2 separate regions of the Mus musculus genome follow, and region 1 is linked to region 2. A link is a contact called in public promoter capture Hi-C data. All regions are on one chromosome and are shown on one strand. The core of a region is the stretch at or near the end of the contact, and the rest is flanking DNA. Distances in the headings are between cores, read along the strand shown.

Region 1 (6,296 bases), core at 2,560-5,059, 2.0 Mb before region 2:
TGTCTTCCAAATGATCTGCAGGCAGTCACTGCAGTTAGAAGATTTCCAGGGCATGTTAACAGGGCATGCCTGTGACAGCAAATGAGAAACAAGAGCAGGAGGAGGCAGGCTGGAGAGATGGCTCAGTGAGTATGAGAGCACTGACTGAGTTCCATTCCCAGCAACCACATGGAGGCTCACAACCATCTGTGATGGGATCCGATGCCCTCTTCTGGGGTGTATGAAGACAGCTACACTGTACTCGTATAAATAAAATAAATCTTTTTAAAAGAAGCCAACCTGAGTTACAAAACAGAGAAGTATTAAAAAAAAAAAGAAGAAGAAGAAGACAGGAGAAGGCAGAGATTCTCTCGGGGAACAAGTGAGGACAAAAGTCCATCCGGAATGACATCCCACAGGACACTCACGCTGAGTGCTGCTACACAATGTTTAAGGAAGAAATCCCACTATGACCCGTTTGCTGAGAGAAGAGAGGGCAGGGCTGGGGAGCAGCCATATGCCTTCCGGTTGGGAGCTCTCTCCTTTTTAGCTGGGTCACATATTTGTTGGGAAAACAGAAGCCAACTCAGAAGAAAAGGAAGGAAGCACTTTCTGGTGTGCAGCATGCTGAGCACCAAGGATTTTGGCTGTGGGGTTGGAGTGGAGCACCACCGCCTGCCTACAGGGAGCACTGTGCTAAGTTTACCACAGTGGTTCCTAAGGAGGCTGAGCCTGTACCCCTTCCTAGCCCCGTTGCAGCTTTTATTCACCTTACTCAAGTTAAAGTTTTAAAATATTGTTCCTTTAGTACCTGGATTACATAAAAATGGATAATCACCACCTTAAATCATTCAAAGGAAAAAAAATACATATAAAACGTTGTCAGTAAGAGGTGGGGGAAGTTTTGATGATTTTTTTTTTTAAACTTTAGCTGGACATGGTGCCACATATCTGTCATCTCCACTCAGGAGGTAAGGTCAGAAATTCAAGGCTGACTTTAGTTACATAGTTCAAGGGCAGCCTAGATTACATGAGACCCACCCAGTCTTAACAATAAAAAAAGAAGTCTACCTTAAAGATAATGCAGGCATTCGACTGGGCCAACACCCACTATCTGTCCCTACCTTCAGGGTCAGAATGCTCTCAGTGAATCCACAAACTCTTCTAAAGTCCCAAATTTCTGCATGCTCTTAGGATACACTGTACTCAAATGGGACGAACTGCTTAGACTTACAGATATATGGATTTCTTTCATAGCACACACACACTCGTATACATATATAGATGTATATATATACACATATATGTATACATATATATGTACACACATATATTTATATATACACACGTGTATCTAGACATATATATGTATACACGCATATATGTATATGGTATATATATATGTACATATATACATATATATATATATATTTGGTGTTTTAAAAACAGTGAGTGAAGTCTTTGGCGTTTGCGTTGCACATTGCAAAGTATCAGTGAGCTGGCCTTCTGGATCTGGGCACAGAGCCTAACACCAGATTCCAGGTAATAAACCCTAACCTCTCTGCACAAATCCCCACTCATTTGAGGCACAGGCAATCGAAGCTGAATTTGTGACCCCACATCACCATCTATATTGCCAGGCTGTAAATCAAAATCAAGTTCTGGGCTTATTTAGTGGATCAGACTGGAAAGGACAGAGGCGGGTCCTAAGGTAGCATAGCAACCCTAAAAGGCAGAATTCCTTTCTTCAGCTCCACTTTCCGAAGACAAGCCGAGGTGATGGAAATATATTTATTCGTAAATGGGCCGAGCCATGCAGCCCGAAAACCTGCACCAAAGGACTGGGGATATTTGTAGCAAGGTCACAGACCACGCAGGGTGTTAAGTGTCCACCTTGTGGTCCAGGTGTGTGCACCGGTGTGTATCTAAAGCAGTTGCTTTGTTCTGGTGAAGGCAGGAGCCCCAAGAGCACGCAAAGGAGGCAGCGTTTCTCGGTCTGCGCCCTTGGTCTCTGCAGCTGCTTGGGCAGCGCGAGAATCTCGCCGTCCAGATGCGTGGTCCGGACTTCTGGGCTATGCGGGAAGCGGGTTACGGGCCAGCCTGGCTTCCTTGCAAACAGCGCCCGGGGAGGCCGCGGCAGCGCGGGCCTCGCCGCGTCCCTCCGCCGACGCGGGCGGCCCCACGCGCCAGCCGTTCAGCCAGCCCCACATTCCATCTCAAAAATAACACACACGTGTGCTGGTAAACAAGCGCGCCAGCCGCCGGGGCTGCGCGTCCCGGGCGAGCCCGTGCAACGCGCCCCCTCCTCCCGCACGTGCCGCCGGGCTCCGCCCACGGGCTTTGCGCAACCAGGCTCCGCCCCTCCCGTCTCGCCAGGGCCCTGGGGTCCTAGAGCCCGCCGTGCTAGCAAGCTGGCCTCGCCGAGGTTCTCAAAGTTTCTCGCCCTGATAGAGCGTGCGGCTCAGATCCGCTCCCTACCTCCTTTCCCTCCTCCCTGCACAGTCCTCCTCTAGTCCTCCCGCTGTCTGCGCGGCGAAGGCTGCCACTCAGCGCGCCTTCGCTCTCCCTCCCCTCTGTCCTTGCAATTTTACTCGATTGTTTATTATTTGCTGGGGGCGGGGGCGAAGAGGAGCGAGAGGCGTCTGGAGCCCAGAGACTGGCGGCGGCGGCCAGTCAGCGCTCGGCGTGGCTTGACGAGGAAGCCGCGCAGCGAATGGCGATGCGGCGCAGGGCTCCGGGGTCACGCGCGTGTAGAGACAATGACATCATCTGTTTGTACGCGTCGAACTAGCTTGGTGCAGGGGCGGGGGCCTCACGTCACTTGAGTGACGGATCACGCGTAAAGCCTGGAGGCCGGAGTTCCGGGGTGGGCGGCCTCTGCAGGCTCTTTTAGGCTGGCTCTTTTGGGGTATTGGGTTGTTGCGGAGCCCAGACTTTAGCTGCAGAGACCGAGAGGGTTTTGTTTGGAAAGATACGTATGAACCAGAATGCATGGTAGACTTTTGGTATGCATGTCGCGTGTGGCGCAGAAAAGCACACAGTACGGCCGGGAGGCACGGATCGTGGGATAAGGGATTGTGAAGGTGCGATCTGAAGTCTATAGACTTAGAAAAGTCAAGCACGTAATCAGCTGCTTTAGCATAAGAAAACTGTTGCCCGCTTCCAGTTAGCTATCTTCTGCTCCTGCGTTCAGGACTGGGGCGCACTGCACTTTTCTTCCTGAGTTGCACTTTTCCCACTTAGCCTTAAAATCCGTGAAAAGCGAAGCACGACTGTCGCCGGGTGTCCCAGGTGAGGGTCCAGTGACACACCTTTCGGCGCGATCTTCGCCGGCCAGTGTTTCCACGCCCAGGTAACCCTTGTCACCTGCGGCTGCCGGCTTAACCCGGGTGTTCCCTGGTGTCAGGTTCTAATAAGGAACCCGATACTGGGGCGGGCTCCGACCCCACGCACCCACGGGCAGGCCACGGGCCCACGAGCCAAACGCAGGGCCCAAGGCTGAGAGCGCGGGGCGGCGCGCAGTGGTGTGTTGTCTGACCTGGCCTCCCGTCCCGGGCCAGCGTGGCCGCTGAGGTCCCCAGGAGAGCGCGGGACCCCAACCGGGAGGGCTGCGGAGCCGGCCGAGTCCCGACCCGCGCGCGCCCGCCCCCATTCCCGCAGCCCCGCGCAGGCGCGAGGGCGCACACACGCGCACTCCCACACGCACGCACAGCAGCCCTCCCGGCCCCCGCCCCAGCCCTCCCCCTGGGCGGGGACCCGCCCCGCCGTCATCCTAGGTTGAGGCTCCCTGTGAGTGGCTATAACTTTGTGCTGCTGCCGCGGCCGCCCTGCTCGTGGAAGGGAGGAGGAGGAATGTGGAAGGCGGCGGCGCAGCACAGGCTGACAGGCGGTTCCTCCGGCGGGCTGCGGCGGCGGCCCGAGAGTCCCCTCGTCGCGGTGCCCTGGGCTCGCGCGGAATCGTACGCCCTCCCGCCTCGTTCCTGAAGGGAAGGAGCCGAGGTAGGCGCCGGAGCTTTGCAACGGGGCGGCCGCCTTTCCAGTGACTCCGGATCTGTTTCCGAGCTGGGCCAGGCGCTTCCCTTTCCCTCCCCGTGACTCGGTGTGCTCCCCCCCTTCTCTCCCGCTAGTGTCTTTAAAGGACTTGAGGGAAGGGGGAACTGTCAAGATGGCAGCAGCGGGAGCAAGGAGGTGATGAACGGTGCTGGTCCGGGTTTTCATGCAGTCCGAGAGATTTGGCGCTTCCCGACCTGTTGGAAGATTTATGTTCCCACTTGCTTCCTCCTTCCCGTTTCTGACCTGGAAGGGGGCGGAGGGCCCCACGTCCCCAAGAAAATACATCTCAGATCTTCTTAGTCCTGCGGGGTCGGCCCTCTCTCTCTCTCTCTCTTGTTGGAAGTGATCTTGGCAGGTCTGCACCCAGACCCCCACGCTCTCCCTGCTGGTCCGCGGGCGGAGAGGAAAAGACGGGAGTTGCCCGCGCCAGCCCTAGGGGGCCTCTCGCCTGGGAGGGGTGGGGGGGATCGCAGGGCTGGGGAGCGGGAGAAGAGCCCAGGACTCTGCTGACTTGCCCTGCGCCTCCGCGGGAGGCACTTGAGCGAGCCAGAGCCAAACATAAACAAACGCACGCACGCACGCTCGCCCTCCGACCACTGCGGAGCTGTTGGGGTCCGGAGGCCGCCCACACTTAATGGCGCGGCCACCCCTCCCCCGGGACGCCCCTCCCCCCTCCGCCCCGCCATCTAGTCCGGGAGAGACCTGCGGTTCTGGCGACGGCAGCGGGGGAGGGGGCTGCCCCGCGCGGGGCCGTCGATTCGCTCGCGTCTCCCGGGCGGCCAGGCCAGGGGGCGGCGTCTGCTGCGCCAGGTTCGCGGGACGCACGTCCCCAGGTCTATCCGTTCTAGGTGGCGGCCGCGGGCGAGGAGTCTCCGCGGACTAGGCTCCAACACAGGATAACCAACTCTCTCTTCGCGCTTCCCTAGGTAGCTGGAGCTCGAACCTTCGCGGTGCCCCGTTCCTCCCCCGCCGCACCCAGCCTGGGCTCGAGAGGAGAGAGCAAGAGCCCAAGCCGCGGGCGGCGGGCAGGCGGCGAAGATGGCAGAGGCACCAGCCTCCCCGGTCCCGCTCTCTCCGCTCGAAGTGGAGCTGGACCCAGAGTTCGAGCCACAGAGTCGGCCACGCTCCTGTACGTGGCCCCTGCAGAGGCCGGAGCTGCAGGCGAGCCCGGCCAAGCCCTCGGGGGAGACGGCCGCAGACTCCATGATCCCCGAGGAGGACGACGATGAAGACGACGAGGACGGCGGCGGCCGAGCCAGCTCGGCCATGGTGATCGGTGGCGGCGTGAGCAGCACGCTGGGTTCCGGGCTGCTCCTCGAGGATTCGGCCATGCTGCTGGCTCCAGGAGGGCAGGACCTCGGGTCGGGGCCAGCGTCCGCCGCAGGCGCTCTGAGTGGGGGCACGCCGACGCAGCTGCAGCCTCAGCAGCCACTGCCACAGCCGCAGCCGGGGGCGGCTGGGGGCTCTGGGCAACCAAGGAAATGCTCCTCGCGGCGGAATGCCTGGGGGAACCTGTCCTATGCCGACCTGATCACCCGCGCCATCGAGAGCTCCCCGGACAAACGGCTCACTTTGTCCCAGATCTACGAGTGGATGGTGCGCTGTGTGCCCTACTTCAAGGATAAGGGCGACAGCAACAGCTCTGCGGGCTGGAAGGTGCGTGCCTATCAGGGGCTGGTGGTCGGACCTGCCAGGCCTTCGCAGCGCCAAGCGCGTATCGAAGCGGTCGGTTTGCGGCCGTCCAGAGAGGGCTGGCAGAGGAGCTTCGCTGTGAGCCTTTGGGGTGGGGGATTCTTTTCACTCCTATAGGAGGGAAGCCTGGGGATGGCCTCAAAGTGGGAAGGGAGGGTCCTGGGCAAGTTTTGGGCATGCCCAGATGAGTAGGCTGTGGGCAAGGGACACTAAGGAGGAAGGACCAAGACATTTGTATGTGCTGGCTTACCTCGGCTGCGGGGAGGAGGTAGCTCCGCGGCCAACTTTGGAATACAGGAGGTGGAAGTGGGATGCACCGAGGACATTGTGGGTGGAGGGAAGGCGTGTGTGGGGGAGTGTTTGGGACAGCGTTCAAGGCAGTGGCAGGAGCATGATACTAGCAAACTGAGGATCTTTGGGTCCAACTTGTGCTTGTGGGTGTTGACACCAACAGGCAAATCGATCCCATTAGAAAAAGCAATGATTGCAGACTGTTCCCTGGCCGGCTCTCACGCCTTTCCTCACACACCTTTGCTCTTGAGAGACGTCACTTCAGCAAGCCTGCCAGCAGG
Region 2 (6,435 bases), core at 3,288-5,787:
TTACTTTCACTATTTCTACTTTTTAAAAAAAATGTTCATTTTTGTTTTTATTTATGTGTGTGTTCCTGAGTGAGTTTATATGGTTGAGAGCCGTCTGAGTGGTGGCAACCTAACCTGGTAACCTTAACTGCTGAGCCCAATAAAAAAAGGTGTGTGTGTGTGTGTGTGTGTGAGTGTGTGTGTATATGTGTATAGGGGCACGAATGCCACAGCATGTCTATAGAGTACAGTAGGCAATTCTGTAGAGTCAGTTGCTTCCTTCCATGTCATTCTAGTATTGAATAACTCAGTTGGCTAGGCTTTTGTTGTAAGTGCATTCAACTGCTGTGTCTGCTCCCTTAGACTACCATTTTGCTTTTCCTTCCTTCCTTCCTTCCTTCCTTCCTTCCTTCCTTCCTTCCTCCCTCCCTCCCTCCCTCTCTCCCTCTCCCCCCCCCCCCCCAACACGGTCTATGTATCTATCTAATGAGGGTTTCTCTGTGTAACCCTAGCTGTCCTGTCTGTAACTTGATCTGTAGACCTGGCTATCCTGGAACTCAGAGATCTGTCTGCTTCTGTCTCTGGAGATCTGGTATTAAAGTCGTGCACTGTCAGGCCAACTGACCTTTTGGCAAGAGAGAAACTGCTACACAAAGCTGTCTTCTGACACCCACATGTGAATTGTTTCAGGTTGGTACCCAAACATATGTATTACATGTGCATGTGCACATACACACTGATAATACATGAAATTAAAAATGTTACCGGGCAGTGGTGGCACACGCCTTTAATTCCAGCACTCGGGAGGCAGAGGCAGGTAGATCTCTGAGTTCGAGGCCAGCCTGGCCTACAGAGTAAGTTCCAGGACAGCCAGGGCTACACAGAGAAACCCTGTCTGGAAAAAAAAAAAACAAAAACAAACAAACAAACAAACAAGAAGTTAATACATGTATTTTATTTTACAGACAGGCTTCGGATAAGTTTCCTAGCCTAACCTTTTTGTGATATCTCTGCCTCAGTACCCTGAGCCGGGATTAGAGGCATACACTACCACACCCTCACATACCAATAATCTGGATTTTTTTTTCCCCCTCATCTGCTCCTCTGCATCCAATTAGAAGCCCAGTCCTCCAGATCCCACTCCACAACACAAGGCTGCTGACCCCTGGTGTACTTCTGTGGCTACAAAGGTCACATGATACTCCAAGCTTCACCTCCTTGCTTATTTGTTGGTGCTGGGGACTGAACCCAGGTCTTCACAAATGCTAATACCCTCCAGGGAGATTTATCTCCTCATTTTACTTTTATGTTGAGACTGAGTCTAACTAAATCACCTGGCTGACCTTGAATTTTGGATCCTCCTGCCTCAGTCTCCGGAGTACTTGACAAGACAGTCCTTCACCTTCCCCGCCAAGTTACCAAGCATCATTTACAAAACAAAAATACAAAACAAACCCCAAAAACAAGACCCCTAATATTTCAGTATTTCCCAAACGTTTCCACAGACGTGCCTTTAACAGCAGAGGAAACTTTTAAAAGGTGAAAACGTTTACATACGCGTATGCGATGTAGCTCCGGGATGGTCCTTCCAATTGTTCAGCATTACTCTTTGTTCTTTGCTAAGATGGACTATAACCTGAAATTGGGACCTAAAAATAAGCCCTTTCAGGCTTGGTTCAGCGGTTAAGAGCACTGACTGCTCTTCCAGAGCTCCTGAGTTCAATGCTCAGCAACCACATGGTGGCTCACAACCACATGGTTGTGATGGCTTCTTCTCCTCCCCTCCCCCTTCCACCTCTGGAGTTCTGAGAAAACAGGTAAGCACCACCGCAACGTTTGTGTGGAGCTAGAGATGGAGTCAGGGCTTCCAGCGTCAGGGCTTCTGCTAACTGGGCCACATCCCTTTGGGGGGAATCAGAGAAATTTCATCATAGATGCTGGCATCATATGCAAATCTCATGATCTCCTCCACCTTTTTTTATTTCTTAACAGCACCTCACTACAAAGCCTTGGCTGGTTGGTCTGCAATTCACTATGTAAACCAGTCTGTCCTCAAACGCAGAGATTCATCCATCCATCTGCCCAAATGCTGGGACATCACAATTGCTTGTGCCATCACACCCAGCTATTTTTGTTTGAATGTGTGTTGCACAAACCATAATGTAGGTGAAACACCTATACACATACACACAAAAAATAATGAAATAAAAATAAAGAATTACATTTTATTTTCACAGCTATTATTACTCTCTATCGAGCTGGGATGCTTAGTATCTCTCAGTATTTAGTTGTACATGGCTGCTTGCAAATGGCTCTTTGCTATTATTTTCTATCAGAGTTTTTCAACTGAATTCCTTAGAACAGAGCATCAGTATAACCTGCACACTTGCTATCTGTCCTATACTGAACTTCCCAGAATTAGATTGCAGTGCTTCAGAGATCTGGAGAAGCCTTTCAGCACATTGTGATGCAGCTGAAATTTGAAGCCAAAGTTATCCTGCACTTTGTAGTTCCCGCCCCGTCCCGCCCCGCCCCGCCCCGCCCCCAGAGAGATGGTTTTTCTCTGTGTAGCCCTGGTTGTCTTGGATCTTACTCTGTAGACCAGGCTAGCCTTTGAACTCCTGAGTGCGTGGGCCATCACCACCAGGAAAGGATCAAGGGTTTTGAAGGTTCCAGGCCCTACAATTGAGCTACATTCCGAGTCTTGCACTTCATTTTCTCATACAAGTAAAGTACAAGTTTAAAACAGAAAAAACAAAAACTTACTGTATCTTACTCTTATGTAAGTGCAAAATGTTCATTTCTGAGACAAGATGTTACCTCTAAAGGCTCTTTTACAAGAACTCTGCTATAAAACATATTTTTAAGCCTGGTATGGTGGTGTATACCTTTAATTCCAGCAGAGGCAGGAAGCTCTCTGTAAGCTCGAGGAAAGCTTGGTCTACAAAACGAGTTTCAAGACAGCCAGGACTGTTACATAGAGAAACCCTCTCGAAAAACTAAAACAACAACAACAACAACAACAAAAAGGAGAAAATAAAAATTCTCATATAAGTTTTCCAAGTAAAAGAGCAAGAAGGAGCAGATTGTTAAATCACTTGTCGCCTCCTAGTGGCAGTGTCTTAATATTGCGACCACTATCACATTTAATATTCTTTATTTACTAGTTCAGGTTAATAGCCTTCCTCATAGATTTTTTTTTCCTCTGCAAGGAGCTTCAGTCATGCTTGCAGAAGACCTAAGTTTACTTCACACACAACTACTAATAGGACAAAATTCTTTCCTGTTTTGTTGTTCATAAGCACTTAAAATTTTTCTTGCAGTTAATGGTCTCGTGAACATTATAACTACATTCATACTAAGAACAAGAAAGGCAGGTCAGCCAGGCTGTAGTGAACACCCTAAACCCCAGCACTTAGGAGGCTGAGGCAGGCAGAAAGCAGAACTTGAGTTGGAGGTCGTCTGGGACCATACAGAGAGGAATGACCGGGCTACACAGTATAAGCCATGTAAAATACAAGAGGAAAGATATCCATTTAGTAGCTCAGGACCAAAGCATCTACTCTAACTTTCAACTAAATATAAAAGAAACCACTCAGACTGTGTCCTCTCCCTCTCAACCCTCAAGAGAGTTGAGAACGATCATCAATGGCAGATAGCAGTTGCAAAATGCAGCACTAAAAGCCGGCTTCACGCTCAGGAAAGGACACTCTGTCTCCTCCTCGTGGTTTCGGGTGCTCTACACAGTCAGAGAAACTTCTCTAGTAACAAACTATAGAAATGATCCCTGAAAGTATAGTCTTAGTTTAGCGTTGCCAGCCGCCGCGAGGCCACCTCTGACAGCACATTTTTAACTAATGGTGACATTCCCCACCCGCCCCCCCCCCCCCGCGAAAACCCCGTAATATTCTCCTAAGGAATACCATACACATGCACTTTCGAAGCTGTGTTCGTATATTATTTTGCAAAAAAAAAAAACAAAAACAAAAACTCATTCTGAATACTTATGACTTGTAAACTAACTCAGAATCAAGTTCATAATTAACATATTGAGGATAATAGCCAATCACACGCCAGTGTCTTCAGTCATCCTAAGAAAATCACTTCCGGACCAGTTTTAAAGGGTGGGTGCGGCTCCTCAGGCTGCGTTTTACTTAAGATGGGTGTTGATTTGTGTCCTCTGCGGTCTGAATTCCACCCTGTCCCAGTAGCGTCACTGCTGGGTTTGTGTTAACTAAGTAGCCACTCTGGCCTAGAATTTGCATTAATCCTCTCCCTCCCGCGTCCTTAGATGTTGGGATGAAAAGTGGAGGCCACCATTGATCCTCTAGTCTCCTTCGGCAGACAATAAACGTGAGGTTTTGTTTTATAGTGGAGGCAGTTGATTACGCTCATCCTCAGCTACTTACTGAGTTCAGTGTAGCCTGAGCTCTATGAGCCACGTTCTTCAAAGTGGGGCTAAATACCCTAAATTCCCGAAGCTCGGAGCGTGTCGAGTCTCCACGTGGGACCCACTTACGGAAGCCTGGCGTCGCCATCTTGCTTTCTGGCCGGAAGCCGGACGCCGCTGCCCGTATCCAAAATGGCATCCACAGGGGGCGTGGCCAGTGATGGCGTCTCCGAACGCTATGGCGGCGGCAGTGGATCCCATTTGGGAGGACTTGGAGGAGGAGGAAGAGGAGCTAGAGGAGGTTGTAAGCGAGGGTCAGAGGCCTGCGGCGCGGGCGGTCTTGGTTGAGCCACCCCTGGGTGGGGAAGGGAGTCTGGGATGCGGACGGAGGGAGGGAGGCCGGTAGACAGCTCGCTGGCTTTCCGAAGCCCGAGAAGCCGTGGAGGGCTAGCTTCAGTTCTGGTTTACCCATTCTAGAAAGAATCGGTTTCCACCAGAAACTGGATCGAGTTTTCACAGAGAAATTTGGGGCATTTCTTATTTACTGCCCCTTGTCTACCTTATTAACTTTGCTTTCTTCCACCAGGAGCAGTTTGTTCTGGTAGAATTGTCAGGAATCATTGATTCAGACTTTCTCTCCAAATGTGAAAATAAATGCAAGATTTTGGTGAGTCTTAGAATTCGGGGAATGTTGTAGATTTTCTTAAAGTTAAAACAAGACTAAAAGGTGATATGCTTGTCCACAAAGAGAGAGACGTTCATCCCACCTTACAAAGCAGTGATCAAACGCTCCAGGCTCATACCAGAAGAGTAGGTTACAAGGGAGGGATTCTATGGGAGCAGAGAAAATGCCTGACTGCTTCTTCTTCACTGTCTGAATGTGTGGCTGGAGAGAAAGAGCAAAACACCTTGTATGAAACTTCTGGGGGACTTTCAGGACAAAGCCTAATCCATGCTGTTAAGCAGTGCCTGCCTTCCTTGTAGTGGGCGTGGCCTCAGTTCTATCCTCCAATAGTACCACAGTTGAGTGTACTAGTCTGGACGCAGACTCTGGTCTAAGTGTGGATATGTATGCAGTGTTGCCCGGCCGGTCACCAAGTACCCATGTCACCTGCTTCACCATGCCTTTGGTGTGTCTTTGGCTCACTCCTCACAAGCCAATTAGGAAAAAATAGCATGAGAGCAGGCTGTCCTGGTGCACACCTGTAATGCCGGCACTGGAGAGCCCAAGGCAGGCGGATCCGAAGTTCATTGTCATCCTACCCCCCAACTCCCCGGAATGCCCTGGAACTCACTTTGTAGACCAGGCTGGCCTCGAACTCAGAAATCTGCCTACCTCTGCCTCCCAAGTGCTGGGATTAAAGGCGTGCGCCACCACCGCCTGGCTCATTGTCATCCTTAATGATATAGTAAGTTCTAGGCCACCTTGATCTACAGAAAGCCCTGTCTTCAAAATGCCTGGAGAAGACACAGTTTAAAATATTACGTTATTGCCTGATGATGATACATACCTTTAATCCCAGCACTCATGAGGCAGAGGCAAACGGATCTCTTAAGTTTGAGGCCTGCTTGGTCTGCAGAGTGAGTCCCAGGACAGTCAGGGCTGTTACACAGAGAAACCCTGTCTTTGGGGGATGGGGGTAGGGATGGGGGATAAAGCTGTTATCAAAATTTTTGGGCAAAATCCTTGGCTTCAAATATTTAAACAGGTTAATTTCTGCCACTTACCCCAACATGCCAATCAGAGATGAGTAGTGTGGTGTACATAGCAAGTTCTAAGACAGACAGACAGACCCACAGAGAGACCCCGTCTCAAAACGACAACAGAAAGTCCACTCAGGCATGGTGGACATTTTTTTTAAAGATTTATTTATTTATTTTATGTATATGAGTATACTGTAGTTGTACAGATGGTTGTGAGCCTTCATGTGGTTGTTGGGAATTGAATTTAGGACCTCTGCTCACTCTGGTCAACCCTGCTTGCTCTGGCCTAAAGATTTATTATTATAAATAAGTACACCGTAGCTGTCTTCAAACACACCAGAAGAGGGTGTCAGATTTCATTA

Evidence for each region. Capture Hi-C pulls out chosen DNA fragments and counts their contacts.
Region 1: a promoter capture Hi-C map of adipose tissue shows a contact between it and region 2, with 2.7 times the contacts expected there. The contact joins the promoter of Foxo3 here to the promoter of Gtf3c6 in region 2. A contact is called at or near these places in 1 of 484 Hi-C or Micro-C datasets (B cells) and 1 of 9 other capture datasets (adipose tissue).

What each region holds. Positions count from the first base shown.
Region 1 is chr10:42,274,208-42,280,503 of GRCm38.p6, reverse strand. Foxo3 (forkhead box O3) reads left to right here and starts at 3,809. Exons shown (of 4, transcript NM_001376967.1): 1 at 3,809-3,978; 2 at 4,959-5,688. The coding sequence starts at 5,071. It overlaps Gm38485 (a long non-coding RNA gene), which reads left to right and starts at 5,695. Exons shown (of 2, transcript XR_380269.1): 1 at 5,695-6,296.
Region 2 is chr10:40,255,814-40,262,248 of GRCm38.p6, reverse strand. Gtf3c6 (general transcription factor IIIC, polypeptide 6, alpha) reads left to right here and starts at 4,537. Exons shown (of 6, transcript NM_026113.5): 1 at 4,537-4,670; 2 at 4,956-5,036. The coding sequence starts at 4,590. Rnu3a (U3A small nuclear RNA) reads right to left here and starts at 3,781; the gene lies at 3,570-3,781.